Linked DNA regions of Mus musculus: region 2 is linked to region 1. Evidence: chromatin contacts called from public HiCAR-type data. All regions are on one chromosome and are shown on one strand. Each heading gives the region's core, a stretch centred on a gene start, on an enhancer-like site or on the middle of the called end of the contact. The rest is flanking DNA. Distances are from core to core; before and after follow the strand shown.

Region 1 (4,551 bases), core at 1,461-3,960:
CTCCTTAAACGTGCAGCAGTCTGTATCCAGGGTTACCAGTCTAATTCCCCACCCTGCACCATCAGACAGGAGCCCCAGTGATGGCAGATGTATTAGAGCTACCTCTGGAGCAGCATGCCCCACCATTGGAGAGCCCTGCCTAGCAAGCTGTGTCTCAAAACTGATGCCTTGATGGGCGTTGGTGGTGCACACCTCTAATCCCATTGCTCAGGAGGCAGAGGCGGGTGAATATTTATGAGTTACAGAACAGCCTCGTCTATACAGTGAGTTCCAGAATAGCCAAGGCTGCACGGAGAGAAACCCTGTCTTGAAAAAAAACAGTAAATATGTCTCCACGTCTGTCTACTTAATTGTTAAATACAATCTCTATTAACATTCTTTCTCCTTATAGTCAGTCATATATACACATATATACATACAACTACATATACACACATAAAAGCACATTTTAGTACATACTATACACATGTATATCTGTAAATATATGGGTTAAGTCACATCTAACCTTAGTTTATCAATTGGACTTAATCAGGATTGCATCTGGACGGCAGACATACAGACTTATTCATTAAACAGTACAGTATAACAGCTGTTTATGTAATGTTTATGTGATACTAGATATTATCACAAATAAACCAGAGATATGCTTATGCAAATGAGCATATATATATATTTTTTTTTTTTCTTTTTCTGAGACAGGTCTTTTCTCTATAATGCCCAAATAAGCTTTGAATTCAAGCTCTCCCTGCCTCATAGGCTCTGTTATTACTAGATTAGCTGGTGGGCTCTGTTCTGCATCATCTCAGTTTCCTTGTTGTGTCTGTTGTTTGAATACAGGCCCTGCTGCAAGATCTAGCAGCAACTAGATTTCAACTAGCCTTAGAAATGGTAAAAACAAATGAAAACAAGATGCTTTTAAAAGCTGCCATCTTTGAGTCTTCTGTAATTCGGTCACCAAGTAGATATCTAGCGGTGACACGGCAATGTATAAAACAGATACAATCTCTGCTCTGCAGAGGATTTAGATTGATTTTAAAAGCTGACGTACTTTCTTCATTCTAACTTGAATATGGCTTAGTCATATACCTAGTTTAGGTATATTAAATCATATAAATTTTAAACTTGAGAAATAAGGGCTTGCTACATTTTAGTGACAAAAATTATCTTTTTAAAAAAATCTAAAATCATTATAATCATTAATACCTGGGACATTTTACAATGGATAGTCTTTAATAAGTGCATTCTCTTCTAATAGTTCTGAGTTTTGTGTTTCTGTAAGAACTAGGAATTATTTATAGTGCCTAAAATTTACACTATAAAACTTGAAATGTCTTTACAGTTTTTAATAAAATTAAAAGACGTTTGTGTCCATCAGAATCTGGCAGCTGTATTCCAGTATTCCTGTATTCCAGAAGCAGTGTTGGGACTGCCCTGGTAACCAACAGCTTCTGCTGGAGTTTTGTAGCAGCGGTAGGGGGTGGCATGCTTAAATTACTTTTATTTCATTAACTTTGACAAAAAGACTTAAAAGCACTGAATGTGTTAGTATCACACGCACACACCCTTTTTCATCTGTTTAAGGTTCTCTGGAGTCCTGATGTTGCTATCTTCTCTTGCCCTAGTCGCCCTGTTTCTGTGAGCTCCACGGGGTGAGGGATTGCCTGTGCATTGTGTCCCTGGGTGACTACAGTGTGATCACCTCTCAGCTTATTAGAAGAATGACTGAGTGAGTGACTGAGTGAGTGGAATGTTTCTGCTATAAACAACATAGATCTTAATTTATAAAATCTACTTTGTGGACTGGAAAGATTGCTCAGCAGTGCAATTATAGAGGACCTGAGGTACCAGCACCCACATGGAGGATCACAGCAAGAAATTATTTATTTAGTGTTTACATCTGTTGTGGTCACTAGTAAAAGTATAAGTTGTTCTTGTCAATTTTTTTGTTTTCTATGTCTTCCATGTCCTTTCTTGGTGAATAGGTTTAAACACACATTCTTTATTTTTCTTTTGGTCATTTTAATTTAGAAACTGGGTATTTCATTTAGATATTACATCTCGATTCCTTTCATCTGTAATCCCTAAACACTAAGCATCTTGGCATTTAAGAATGGGCTTCCATGGAGATTGAAGCGCGGCCTGTAGAGGAAACACAGAGAAGAATGGTTGGTTCACTGGGCTTGGGCATTCTTTCCAAGACCTTAGCGGACTTCTTGGAAGACGTACTTCCTATTTCTCTTGTATTTTCTAGTACTTGAGTTTTACTTGGCTTTCACAGTCTCCAGCATTCTCTCTCCCTTCACCGTAGTTGCCGTGTGGTTTTTTTCTGCAGCTTTCTGTCATTTGTCATGGTATCAGCATATATTTGTCTGTGTGTCAGCAGCTGCCTGTTGTTGCACGTTCTCCCAAACTTTGAAAATGTGTGTATTCATCTGTACTCTTTGATGATTTAGTTAGTTAGGTGAACAGAACAAATGTTCCATTATCTTGTAGAATTATATTTTCTTTTTCTTCAATTTGGGGACATTTTTAACTAGTACTCTTCAGATCTTGACTTTTCTCCACACACTCTGCCTGCCCCTGGAATTCCTTTTTTAATTGAACAGGTAAACAACATTCAGGAAGTGATTCAGTCTGAAAACTGTGCCACGTAGCCAGTCCATTTATCATACAATTACCATGGAGTGCCCAGACCAGTGTGGTAATGCTACTGCATATCTAGATGCTGGTATACCTACTGACTGTAAGTGGCAAGCCTGCATAGCATGCGACTATACTGGATATTTGGGGCAGTGTGATACAATGGCAAGTGTTTGTGTGTATCCAAACATTTCTGAACATAGGAAGCACTAAAAACAGTGCTGCAGTCTTGAGGTACTTTCTCACATCAGCTTGTTATCTGGGTAGCACCATCCCAAGGTGTCTTTCCAGTCCAGTGTCCTAAAAGACAAGGTTTCCATTTCTCATGGGCGGCTTCCGGGGAGAGACATCAATTTTGACAGCTTGATGAACGTTTCCAGATAGCTCAGCATTTATGTCATAAGACTTATTGCTACTCTAAATGACACTTTTTAATTTGAAGTTTGGACAGTTTGTTGATATTCATGTGGTTTGAAGTCATTCTTATTTGTTATAATCAAAATTATTTACCCCATTCCATATTCCCGTATAAAATGTCTGTAAAATGATCATGTTAGAATATCTCGAACATAGACCGTGGTGTCACACTGGAGGAAAGAGTTTGTCCTTTCCACGAGTCAGATGTGAACTACTAAAAGAGCAAATTCGGTTAGTTTAGTAAGCTAGGATCTTTTAAAAAGTAACAGACTACTGTCTTCAGCCATAGTAGTGTAGGTTTCATTCAAACCGTGAAAAATTTTTAGGTGGGCAGTATTTGCTTAAGTAATGAAAAGTTTCCAGGTCAAGATTTTTGAAAATGTAAGTGCATCCCAGTATTTTGTTGTAATGTAGCTCTGGGGTTCTTGGCAGGCTGTCCCAGAAATGCTTGTCTGCTGCAGAGTTCGCTGCTGGAGTGGGCGGGGCCTCACGCATGTGCTCCTGTTGCAGCTCTGCTGGTGCACCAGAAGGCCAGGATGGAACGGCTTCAAAGAGAGCTCGAGATGCAAAAGAAAAAGCTGGATAAACTCAAATCTGAGGTCAATGAGATGGAAAATAATCTAACTCGAAGGCGCCTGAAGAGATCAAATTCCATTTCCCAGATACCGTCAGTAAGTGTTATGCATCCGCCGTGGCCTGTGCTTGATCAGGAGAGCAGGCTGCCTGCCACAGTGTAAAGGCTTGCTCTAGTTTTCTGCAGATGCTCTTAGTTCATACTTGTTTTTCTGTCCTTACCTCCCCCTGCCAACTCCATTCTTTGTTCACTGATGACGTGAGAATTCAATACAAACCTTTTTATATGGAATTATTTTTCAGCTCGAAGAAATGCAGCAGTTGAGAAGTTGTAATAGACAACTCCAGATTGACATTGACTGCTTAACCAAAGAAATTGATCTTTTTCAAGCCCGAGGTAAAGTTCAATGCATTCTCAGCTGAAATTCATTGAATTGATCTGCCAAGTGTTTTCTTGTGGCTTACCAGTCACTGTCTCGGAGTATTTAGCTTTGGAGCCAGAAAGTGCTAAAGAACAGTTGGCTTCTTTGCCCTCAGTAAATATGTACCTGGTCAAGAAACCAAATACATCCAGCCTTTAGCTCTCCTGTAGCCTTCTGCTGTAGCCTGTGGTAAGGGAAGACAGTGGTTGTCTTTCTAGCTGCATGTCAAAGGGTTGTATTCGTAAGGATGTGTCCATATGGCTTTCTCCCATTCCCTTTCTTCTTTCAAGAATTGTGTGTCCTCATATCGCTGGCACTGTCTTGGTTGATAAAATAGAAAAGTGATATAAAAGTATGTTATAGTCTATGGACAGTGATAGGACTTGATACTTTTCAAGCAGTTAGTTACCAGCATTAATTTCTTATTGTAGTAAAAAGTACTTAGATTTCACTCAGTTCCATAGAAAACATAAATGAAACTTTATCACTGAAACCTAAT
Region 2 (4,825 bases), core at 429-2,928, 150 kb before region 1:
CCTTGGAGGGGAGATCATACATCAGAAGGCTGCTTCTGTTTTCCCAATCACACAAGATTATCCAAGTAATAGCTAAATAGCTGGTCCTTTGCCCACAATAAGAAGATAGCTTTTAGCAAAGTTTTGTGGTTCCATGGCTACTTTAAACCTGGGTGGTCTGAAAACCAAATAACCAGTCATTCTATTACTAATTTTTCTCAGTGCTAGTGGGTCACATGCCAGGCAATTTGTACCGGATTTTCCTGCTATTACCTTAAGTTTGCTTGTTGTTGTTTAAGCAGTCTTGGAAGTTCTAGAGCCTCTTAGAACTCGATTAGCTGTGAGGGAGCTGAAGATCCAAGGAACGCTATAAAGAACACTAAATAGCATTGCTCCTATATGCAGAGGCAATGTAATATGCTTAATTCATAATATAACTGCTGAATTTTGTTTATGCTTTATTTTTCTGAGACAGGATCTAGCTTTATAGCCAGGGCTGGTACGGAATTCGCTATATAGCCCAGGCTATTCTCAAAATTGCACCAGTCTTCCAGCCTTTGTTTCACCAGAGCTAGGATGTTAAAGGCTGGTACCCAAGAATAAACTCTTAAGAAAAAGAATCCAGGCATCATTGTAGGCAAGATGCTAAGCCTAAGTGTTTCAGTTAACTTGACAAGTTAGATCAATTGATGAAAAGGAAGTTAAAAGTTACATCCTCAGCAAAGGAAATATGGTTATTTTCTTTGTTTTATATTTGTGGTGCTCAGTCATTGCTGGGCAGGAAGAGGCAGGGATGCTGAACATGATGCATGGATGCAGGATGCAGCATAAGGATGGCAGATTATGGGTTTTGTTGACTCGGTCTGCCTTGGAATGCCACTTAAATGACATAAAAGAGAACATGTCCATGACAGGGCTAGGGCGATGGGCCAGACACTTGGAAGGATTTCAGACAGCAAGTATGTGGGATTGTATTGGGATAAAAATCTGTTTTTTATAGATCCCAGTTATCCTCTAATACAGCCTTATCCTAACTTATTACATCTTCAATGGATCTGTTAGCAAAGAAGGCCCTATTTTGAGTCACAAAAGATTAGAAATATGCCATGCCCTTCAAGGGAAATAAGATTTACCCCCAAAACACTGTCATTCATCCCGGGATTCGTATTATATTCTCTCCCTCTTCACAACCCCCACTCTGTTCTGTCTTTCAATATTGACCCTGACCACTTACATTTTCCAGACTACTTGCCAAAGTGGCTTCTGGAAGCCAATAGAAAGCACTGGCAAGAGGCTGGCAGATGGGAGGAAGGAAGAGGCCAGGATCTGGTTCTTTTTCTCCTCGGGGCAATGCCTCTAACACTAGCTACTGTACCAGGATTTCAGCTCCCACTGGGGTACTGGCTCCATCTGGATGGGCTTGTTGTGGAGTGCCAGCTTCCAGCTCCTGGAGTCAACACTGTGAATGGCTGGAACTGCACAATGTCCTACCTCTCTCCTCTGCATCTAACTCTTATTGCTTCATCGTCCTCTTTGCTCTGTCAGCATTTCCAAAGCCCTTATAATTAACTCCCTTAATTACATTCTCTCCACTGAATACCTGGCATAAATTCTTGTTTCCCAATGAGACTCTTGACTGATAGAAGTTTCAAGAGATGCCAAGGCCTGTGCTAACAACTGAAGAACAGGAACGAGCCAAGAACCATTCATGTGTGGAGGGTAGACACCCATCCCCGATCTCTTCCCAGCAGTGTCAAAAGGAGGTCAATGTGAGAAATAGTAGTTGCAATGGAACAAAGTCCTTCATCTCTCTTAGCAGAGAGCAGAAAACAACACCCAAGGCTGATAAATGACCAAAAAGAGGACAAGGCATATTTCTAGCACAATCTAAGTAGCTACGAAGAGAATTCAAAGCACCAAGAAACAAAAGCAGTTACCACACTGGACTAGGGCTTGGGGGATGGGAATGCGCTTCTTGGTCTCTTTTTCTCTTCTTTATCCTATTTGAATTTTTGTAAATCAGTGTACCTCTGACCTGATCTTTCCCTCCCTCCCTCCCTCCCTCCCTCCCTCCCTCCCTCCCTCCCTCCCTCCTCCCTCTTTCTTTCTTTCCTTTCTTTCTTTCTTTCTTTCTTTCCTTTCTTTCTTTCTTTCTTTCTTTCTTTCTTTCTTTCTTTCTTTCCTTTCTTTCTTTCTTTCTCTCTCTCTCTCTCTCTCTCTCTCTCTCTCTCTCTCTCTCTTTCTTTCTTTCTTTCTTTCTCTTTTTGGCAAAGATTCCAAAGATTTGACTGGCTCTATGCTTAGCAAAGGAACAGCATTTTTTAAAATGGGTCTTTGTTGTTGTTGTTGTTGTTGTTGTTGTTGTTTCTGCCTAGGCAGAAAGGTAGAGAACCAAAGAGTAAGGAGAAGTAGAAAGTAGGCACATGGATAAATATTCTATTGATATTAAGCTAATATATGAGCTAATGATATTACCCATTAACTAAATAATTGTATAATTAAGTAGTTGTGGGTGGAAGAAATCATTACAGAGTACGTTTCAAGGTAGGAAAAATGCCTCTTTCTTGATGTGGATGCTTCTGAGAGTTATTGCTTATAAGCACATTTGATCAAGATTTTTTTAAATTCTCATTTCTACTTCTTATGTATAAGACCAGAAAGAGTCAGGGGTTCATTTCTCCTCCATAGTAACAAAGGCCAGGAAAGAACTTGAACCGTAGCCTGCTCTGGACATGAAAAACTGCAAGCTGTTCTTTACCACTGATTCTGTGACACTGATTCTGTGATTTACCACCTTGCAAGGTGCTTCTTTTCAAGACAAACCAAAAAAAGAACAGTAGGTCTGTACAAAGGGACACCCAGGTTTCCCTTCTCCTATTCATGACCTCAGACTCTTTACTTCAATCTCTCAACTCTCATCTTTACTTCTGTCAAATGAGAGGCTATTTGGTCCATATACAATTGTCATAAAAAGCCAATGAGATCAGATATGCAAGGAATCTGATAAAATGCCTTGCATGGAGGTGAGCCTGTGAAGTGTTTCCATTGTTGATGAAGGCAGAGATCAAATGTGGCTCTGCTATTTGTGCATAAACCAGAAGACCAGTAAGGGGAGATGTTTCACTAGTAGCTTCTCCCAAACACCTAATGGCTTCTTCATCTCTGCTTCTCCAAACACTTACTCTCAATGTAGCCAAAACACTTACTCTCTGTTCCACTGGATGCTTTAAATGGGCTGAAGACTAATGAGAACAAAAGCAATAATCCAAGACAGAGCCATCCTTTCCAGCCTTCTCCATGCTAGCTGTCAGTACAGGGAGCAGACTGAGACGATGCATGCCTTATCGAGATGGGATGAAGTCCTAAGGACATAACTCTAGGTTCAGGATGTGACACTGATTCTAGGATTCTATTTGTAGTGAGTAGGTAATAGGAAGCTATTACCCAGAAAGAGGACCCAACGTCACCAACATCTGTTTCCTAATTTCTACATTACCTCGTACCCCCAGGAGCCACGCAGACAAATGGAAGTAGTCTAAGAAAGAGAAACGAGGAGCAAGAGAGAAGAACGGAAAGGGTCTTCTGAGCAGCATAGTTAGCCCCAGCATCAATCATTTGATTTGCCTGTTATCTAGTTTGACAGTAACAGTAAAACCACTTAATGGTAAGACTCTGTCACTGAAGACACACTTTGGTAACAGAACATGGAGAAATCAAGATGTTATTGACAAAGAAGCATCCTTCCTGCTAGATATCTTTTATAGTACCAGAAGATGCTATGTAGATTGCTAGGGGGAAAGAGTTATCAACACTTTTACTTAGCTATGAATCCCATGAACTACAATGATGAATGGTTTTGCAAGATATGCCCATGCATGCAATGGTGGCACAAATGTTATGTGGGTGATCAATTGTTTTCTAGTTTGATTTAAACCCTACTCCACAGGAGTAAATACGTGCCTAATTCTATAAATCTGGCTAAGGACCCATAGTTGGGGAGTTCACAAGCCCTAGGGATGAAAGTGTTACTACTATTCTTTTAAATAGACATTGTATCACATCTGCCTCTAAATTTATACTTCTATATTCAAACATTAGAGAAACTCTCAGACATAATCAGCAGAGTTTCTTCATGCAGTGGACAGTGATTAACACAGAAACTCAGAACTGTTCACAGCACATGTCAGTACATGCCCAGCCACAAATGGAACATCTATATCATCTCCTACACTAAGGCTCAGGCACTAGCTTAGAAGAAGGGAGGAAAGATAGTAAGAGCCAGAGGTCAAGAAAGAGTGGAGTAACATTGTGTCTTCTAGTTGTGACACAATTGCAGCACTCACAGTCTCACAGCAGTTGTGATTGCCTACACAAGACCTGCACAAGATGAAGCCAGTTCACATTCTAGAATGGAGGGGAGAGGCACCCATGAACCTCTACCCATATCTGAGGAGCCAGGGAAGTAAGACTCAGTTTTTTCTAAGGGAAAATCGATCGAACTCCAGAGTGAGTACAGGGACAGCATGAACTGGATTTGGTGGGCTATTTAAGAACAAACAAAACAAGGAACTCAAAGTTGATGGGAGAGGAGGAGCTGAGACATGTTATGGAGATACACATATGATCAAAATGCATCATATTAATTCTCAAAGAATGAAAATGTTATAATACCCAGAAATCTCAATAGCTTTTCATGATAAAGGTTGGGTTTTGTCTTCTTGGTGACACGTCTGATATGGATGAGGTGTCTTGCTTCCATTTTGAATGTGGGCCAAGTGGAGTGCATAGTCTCCACCAGGAGGGGAGAGAGATGGGGGTCTCTGGGGAGATCATAGTGACAGGTCTG

Evidence for each region. HiCAR-type assays count read pairs that join an accessible place to other places.
Region 2: a HiCAR-type map of astrocytes shows a contact between it and region 1, with 2.7 times the contacts expected there. The contact joins two enhancer-like sites. A contact is called at or near these places in 1 of 484 Hi-C or Micro-C datasets (peritoneal macrophages), 4 of 115 datasets of contacts at active chromatin or transcription factors (CD8 T cells, the HPC-7 cell line, astrocytes and 1 more) and 3 of 9 other capture datasets (adipose tissue, liver and pancreatic islet).

What each region holds. Positions count from the first base shown.
Region 1 is chr10:7,910,565-7,915,115 of GRCm38.p6, reverse strand. It overlaps Tab2 (TGF-beta activated kinase 1/MAP3K7 binding protein 2), which reads left to right. Exons shown (of 7, transcript NM_138667.3): 4 at 3,568-3,728; 5 at 3,934-4,027. Among named protein-coding and RNA genes, the nearest start is that of Tab2, 43 kb to the left of the region's middle. Within about 2 kb of position 2,710, at least 8 of the 459 cell types and tissues checked have an H3K27ac peak or open chromatin away from gene starts, as enhancers often do. A contact at or near this core is called in astrocytes, where this site is marked.
Region 2 is chr10:8,060,519-8,065,343 of GRCm38.p6, reverse strand. No RefSeq gene overlaps it. Among named protein-coding and RNA genes, the nearest start is that of Gm30820, 83 kb to the right of the region's middle. Within about 2 kb of position 1,678, at least 20 of the 459 cell types and tissues checked have an H3K27ac peak or open chromatin away from gene starts, as enhancers often do. A contact at or near this core is called in astrocytes, where this site is marked.